Regions from separate parts of the Rattus norvegicus genome. Here region 2 is linked to region 1. Evidence: chromatin contacts called from public HiChIP or PLAC-seq data. All regions are on one chromosome and are shown on one strand. Each heading gives the region's core, a stretch centred on a gene start, on an enhancer-like site or on the middle of the called end of the contact. The rest is flanking DNA. Distances are from core to core; before and after follow the strand shown. Region 1 holds the start of Dcaf8 (DDB1 and CUL4 associated factor 8). Region 2 holds the start of Atp1a2 (ATPase Na+/K+ transporting subunit alpha 2).

Evidence for each region. HiChIP or PLAC-seq counts read pairs in DNA pulled down with a chosen protein or histone mark.
Region 2: a contact with region 1 is called in an H3K27ac HiChIP or PLAC-seq map of oligodendrocytes, with 5 times the contacts expected there. The contact joins the promoter of Atp1a2 here to the promoter of Dcaf8 in region 1. A contact is called at or near these places in 1 of 12 Hi-C or Micro-C datasets (hepatocytes) and 1 of 1 datasets of contacts at active chromatin or transcription factors (oligodendrocytes).

What each region holds. Positions count from the first base shown.
Region 1 is chr13:87,141,242-87,144,423 of GRCr8, reverse strand. It overlaps Dcaf8 (DDB1 and CUL4 associated factor 8), which reads right to left and starts at 1,753. Exons shown (of 14, transcript NM_001014231.1): 1 at 1,613-1,753; 2 at 645-717.
Region 2 is chr13:87,285,263-87,288,444 of GRCr8, reverse strand. Atp1a2 (ATPase Na+/K+ transporting subunit alpha 2) reads left to right here and starts at 1,534. Exons shown (of 23, transcript NM_012505.2): 1 at 1,534-1,658. The coding sequence starts at 1,647. It also overlaps a transcript of Igsf8 not described here.

The DNA of each region.
Region 1 (3,182 bases), core at 504-3,003:
ACAAGTCTTACAGAAACCACACTGACAACTGTGTGTTTGGACTCCCTCTTTGGCCCGTGCTGCTGAAATTTGCAAGCCAACTGATAATTTGCAAGCTAGCTACAAAAGGAGCTACTTAAAAAAAAAAAAAAAATCCCACTATGTTTTGAAAATTTGTGCCTCTGAGACTAACTGGACTTAAGGCATCAACTAAATGGAGGCTCACTCACTGCTCCTAACTTCTGGTCAGGAGTAGTTAATTACTCTCCAGATGGCAAGGATGATAACTTTTGGGTTTGGGAGAAGAGATCTGACTTGACAAAAGGCTAAACAGAATTCAGGGAAATCAATCCTCAATTTTTAACAGTCTAAGACATGACCCACACGAAGACAAACTACAATGCAAATAAAGGAAGGAATGAAAAAGAGGCAGAGTGCTCACTCTAGGCTTAAACCATTTGAAGACACACAGCCATAGTACAGGGCAGCAGGTCGAAACACAGCCAATTAAATTTTGTAAGTAATTTAACCAAAATTATAACAAAGCTGTGAACAATATCCAAACTTTTGGAAACGGGGGTAAAACTGTTGAGTTTAGTGGTCTGCACTTACACATCAAGAACAGGTCTTGAATTGAGGAATTAAATGCCTTCAAAGCCACTCACCTTGCTGTTTTTATCGCCGACCGAAGTCTGGCCCACGATCCTGAGAAAACTGGTCTGAAGGTTCGCTGAAGAACTGAGAAAAGTTAAAGTTTACATGGCAAAGGTGTCTCTTCCGAACGTACCCAAAATATTTATGACCACGCTTTACTATTTTTTTTGTCTCCTCAGAACTATTTAAAACCAAAATAACTTACCGAATTCAATTCTGACTACTGAACAAAACCCATGCCAGTAATGGAAACACAAAGGATTAACACAAGATTTAAACGCCAGGCAAATTATCTCCCAGCTCCACCAACACTAAAAAGTCACTTATGAGGAAAACCTGCATCTTTTCAACTCTAAACCAAACCACCCCTCTCGACAAACTACAGAGCAGTGGGGGAGGGGAGAATCCGGGGGAGAATGTGATAGCTCTAGTGCGGGTTTGTTTACAGACTACACCAACAATCATGAGTCAGAAATTCAAGCCACCAGATGCTTTCCAACTAATAAGGACCAAGCGGGACCGTTCTAAGGTGTCCTAAAAGATTTCGGGACAGGGGCAGGTACGCTAAGAGAACTAGATCACAAAGCACTCAAGAACAGGCTGCCAGTTTCTTGGACCTCGGCCTTCCGTACGAGGTGCTGGGCCTGAGAACTTGGGATGGGGGAAGGGGCACATTGCGCGGTGGCCCTGAAGTGACTAGGAGACACAGACAGAGCCGGGTCCCCAAATTATAAAGGAAGAAGAAATGAGAGTTTACGAATAGGTCACCGGACGAACAAGAAGTCCCTGTGAATCATGGGGGTGCCCTAGGGGGCAACCCAGACTGACCCGGGCAAAGGACAGGTAGTCCTCCCAGCACTGACGCGGGTGAAGGGGAATAAGACCTAAAGTCTGGGAGTTTTAGGAAAGGGATCGGGCCTGTCCTGCGGGAGAGCAGTCAGGGAGAGGGGAAACAGGCCGAGCCGGACTAAACACGGACCCGGTAGGTCAAGGGGAGGGCGTCCGGCTGGGGCAGTTACAAGCACGGGAGCTGGCGAGGCCCGGCAGCCCGCTTCCCATCTAGGGTCATCCTTCTGCCAGCGGATGCTCCAACTGTTCCAGGCCCAGCCGCCCCGTCCACTGCCGCCACCAACGCCGCCGCCATCTTACACTGGCCAGCGGCAGCCACCACCACCGTCTCGGGTCTCCGCGCCTGCGCCTGCGCCGTCACGCTTTCCGGCGGGGTTTGCGACGCTGTGCTGGAGGCGACTGAGCGAGAGCGGTCCCGCGAGCTCTGGGCTCCCAACCCTCCTGGTGGCCGCACAGGGGGCGGAGCCTAAGGCCAACCGAAGCAGCGAGGGGCGCGTGCGCGGGGCGGAGGAGTCAAGTTGTTTTCGTAGTTTCAGAGTGATGGCTTTTCTCCTGGTATTCAAAACACATGCGATTTAGGGGCTCCTTAGCGTTGTGATGGAAAACGAACCTCACTCATTCCAAAGGGACTGGCAGGCAAACTACTAGTCCTCTATGCCTGAGGTTCTAAATCTTGCCACAATTTTTTTCTTGTTTAAAAAAGAAACAAGGGGCTGGGTATTTAGCTCAGTGGTAGAGCGCTTACCTAGGAAGCGCAAGGCCCTGGGTTCGGTCCCCAGCTCCGAAAAAAAGAACCACAAAAAAAAAAAAAAAAAAAAAAAAAAGAAACAAAGCAAAACCCCTTTCCCCTTTGAGGCTCAAGACTGCACTTCCTTCAGTGGTTTAAGAGGCCTTCTGTCGAGGGTCACTTCTGCCTGACAGCACCCATTTGTCCATTTGTTTAAAAGAGCCTTAGTAGGTTTGGGGATGTTGGCCAAGTGTTGGAATGCTTCCTAAGGGTCTAAAAAGTTTGGAAAGTTTGACCCCAGACCTGGGGGTGAGAGTGAGACAGCATAGAAACTGGATTTATTTATTCATTTGAAACAGGGTCCTTCTACACAACTTTGGCTGTCCTGGAACGGTATAGATCTCATAAAGATCACCCACTTGCCTCTGCCTCCCAGGTGCTGGGATTAGGATTAAAGGCGCTCAACACCGAAGAGTTTAATTTTTAAAATTAGCATACAAACTAATAGATTACAAAGTAGCACTCAGGAGGCTGAGGCAGGATATACAGTAAGTTCTGGGCTAGAATACGTCCTTCCCCCACCTCCAAAACACACACACACACACACACACACACACACACACACACACACACACACACACACACCCCATACACACAAAACAAAATAGGTTTCCATGTGGCATTTTCATACATATATGTGTCAATACCTGGTTATTCCTGGTCCCCTCCCACTCATTTTCCCCTTCTTGTTGGTTACCTTCCTCCAATAATTACCATTAGCTTTTGTGATTAGGGTTTACTCCATTCTCTTTTCTTAGCTCCCCTTCCACTCTTTATATATCTCTTCCTTGCCTCTCAGTCTTCCTACTTCTTTGTTAAATATGAATAAGTATGTGTAATTAAGATATCTGTACACGTAAATTTAAACCCAGATTCTGCATATGGGAGAGGACATGTCATGCTTATCTTTCTG
Region 2 (3,182 bases), core at 285-2,784, 140 kb before region 1:
GTAGATGGGGGCAGAAGTCTTTCTTCTCTCTGTCCCCAACCCCCTTCTGCTCTTCATCAAATGTTCGATAGCAGCACGGGAGCAGGTGGCCCGGTCACAAGTTATCTGTTCCCTTCCTGTTTCTATTGAGAACAATGTTGAAGACGCCTTTGCAGCTGGAGGTGAAGCCCCCTCTCGCTCCCCAGGCCAACTTCTGGGATCTCCCACATCATTACACAGGTCTCTCATAGTGGAGTCTCCCTGTCCCTTTCCTCCCAGAAGGAACTGAGGAAGTCCTTGTTCTTTCTAGCCCACAGCCTTGGTATCTGAGGAGATAATGACTTCCACACGCTCCTTAGAAATGCCACACCTCCCAGATTTGACTTCTCATACCATTCACCAGCCTCCGGATGCAGACTCACCCAGAGCTCCTCTGTAGCAGTGAAGGGGAGGTTCATCTGTTCCACATACAGAACGCAAAGATGCTACCAAATGCCTGCGTTGCTGGACTAGGGCTGCCTTCCTGGCTTTTCATATCTTCTGTCCTTTACCTTCCCAACTGCTTCTACCTGTCTTGCTGAGACTCTTGTAGCCTTCTCTGGGTTGCAGGTGTGTCACAATGTTGCCATCTACAACATTCACATCATCTACAAACCACACTGGACAACTATATAATCACACCATCAAAAACAAAAACAAAAAACCAAAAAACAAAAAACAAAAAACAAACAAACAAACAAACAAACAAAAAAGATCACGCTGGGAGGTGGTGGTGCACTCATTTAATCCCAGCAGAGGCAGCCAGATCTCTGAATTTGAGGCCAGGCTGATCTATAGAGCAAGTTCCAGGACAGCCAAGACTACACAGAGAAAACCTGTGTCGAAAAACAAACAAACAAAAATTGCTATAAAGTTACAAAGTATCAATGTTTGAAGTAAGTTTAGGATGTGTTGGGCCAAATTCATAGCTATTGTGGGGCCGGGGTGGTATATGAAGCAGCCAGAGGGCAGCAAGTCCGACTTGCCTGGCTCAGCACCTCCAGGCTTTGGTCCCTGCAAGGAGCTTCAAATATAAGAGTCATCTGTGTTCTAATTCTTTCTTGGTCACAACGTCCTTGCAGCCTCTACAGCAGACAGAGCAGGCTGTTGCTTCCTCTGGGAGCTTGGATGTGAGCTTGGCGAGATTCTGTCTTATCCACTAAGGTTGCTGAATTCTTAAAGCCTTGCTTCCTCACCTAGAACTATAGGCGGTTAGTCCTAGGACCCTGAGCTGTTAGCTTTCAAGGGGCCACTTCTCGTTTTTTTTTCCTGCTCCCCCCTCCCTAATCCTTTCCCCTTGCTTCTCTCTTGGTTGTAGCTGCCATGGGATGAGGAGCTGAGGGGGGTGGGGGGGACACACCAGGGACAAAACAGGACCATCAGCTGGGCCAGTTGCTAAAGGGGCGGGAGGGGAGGAGTCCTCAGGGATCCAGTTTCAACAAACGTTTCTTTCCCCAGAAGGGGAAGGCGGGAGTGAGGGGGAGAGGGACCTATTTAAAGCTACCCTGTTGCTCTGGCTCTCTCTGCCTGTCTGCCAGGGTCTCCAGCTGCCCCAGACAGGCGGTGTGGTCTTGGGATCCTCCTGGTGACCTTTCCAGCCTAGGTCCCCTCAGCCACTCTGCCCCAAGATGGGTCGTGGGGTGAGTATCTTCCCCAAGATCAGGGGCCACTCTCTGGAGGGTGGAGTAGAAATGGGATGTGGAGAGGGTGAGAGACGCTGACTGAACTGCGTGGGATGGTTTGAACTTGGAACTTGTCTCCCGACTTCACATGCATGTGGATTCATTTCATGGTGCTCAAGAACCTAAAGACTGTCAGGTTCTGCAGCCACCCTGCTCTCTGCCTCTCCCACAAGGAGCCCAGAAACCACCCAAGTGCCCTTCCAGACCTCCCCCGCTCTCCACCCCCTCATCTTCTCTCCCCAGATCCCTCCTCTTTCTCCACAGCTCCTAGCTTCCCAGCTGAAGGGACTTTGGCATTGTTCGTTCGCTGCTGTCCTTGTTACACACCGAAAATATCTATTGCTCTGAGGTCCTTAGCCCAAGAGCACAGGGGCCAGCCTGGGGTCGGGAAGGAGCTGTGAAACACCACACTCCTGGAGCCACCTAGCAGTTTATTACACCAGCTCTCAGAGCAGGGCATGCCAGAGTCAACTGGGAGAGACGGAGCAAAGATGTATCCCCAGCCCTCACCCCAGCACCCCTCCAGATGTCCCCAGCAACACTGTCCTGGGCTCCAGGCCATAGGCTTTGGGGACCTTTCCAAAGGCTGCTGAGAACTGCCCCTGCCCATGGCATTCTGAAGCAATGGATCTGCCAATGAAAAGATTAACAGTCATGTCTGGGCGAGCGAGTACAAGGCTTCCCAATTCTTAGAAATGAAATTCCCATATGAAGCAAAGGGACCCCGAACCCTTTACATACTGTGCTTGGCAGCCTTCCTTCTGTGGAACACTGGCGAAAGAGGGCATGGAGGGAAAGGGCTTGACAGGCCATTGCAAAATGTGAGGAAGACAGTGCCACAGGGGGGCTGTGGGCCAACTTCTGGGTCCAAGGAAGAGTCAGGCAAGGACATGTTGTTGCACTACGCTGAACAGCTGGAAAAAACTCTGATCCTGGACACCAGGGGTCCAGAGCTGGGGTGGGAACTGGAAATAGAAGAGTGTTGCGCTCCTATGCATACGTGCATCTGTGTGTGTGTGTGTGTGTGTGTGTGTGTGTGTGTGTGTGTGTGTGTGTGTGTGTGTGAGTGTGTATGTGTCCACAGCCTCACAACAGCATGTTCTCAGAAGGCGAATTTGCAAATGAAGAAAGAGCCTTTGAGCATACAGGGTCATGAGTGGTGGAGGGTAAGGTGAGGGCTGTGAGCCCACCCTCAGGAACTCTCTATGGTCAATGGGCTTCCCTGAGGAAGAGGCTTAATCAAAATAAGCCACACTGTCCAGGGACCGCCAGCAATATCTTTCCTGCTCCCCATAGAAAGAGCAGATCCAGCTGAGGGGCAGAACCTCTGAGAGGCCAGAGCCAATGAGGTCAGGCAAACCCTACCTCCATCTAAGTAGAGAGAAAGAGCAGACACTCCTCAACCCTCCTCTCTCTACCTTAGAGTAAGGTGGACCCAGCTCACAGAGTTCTATCTACTTGGAAAATAATTTGACCTTGACA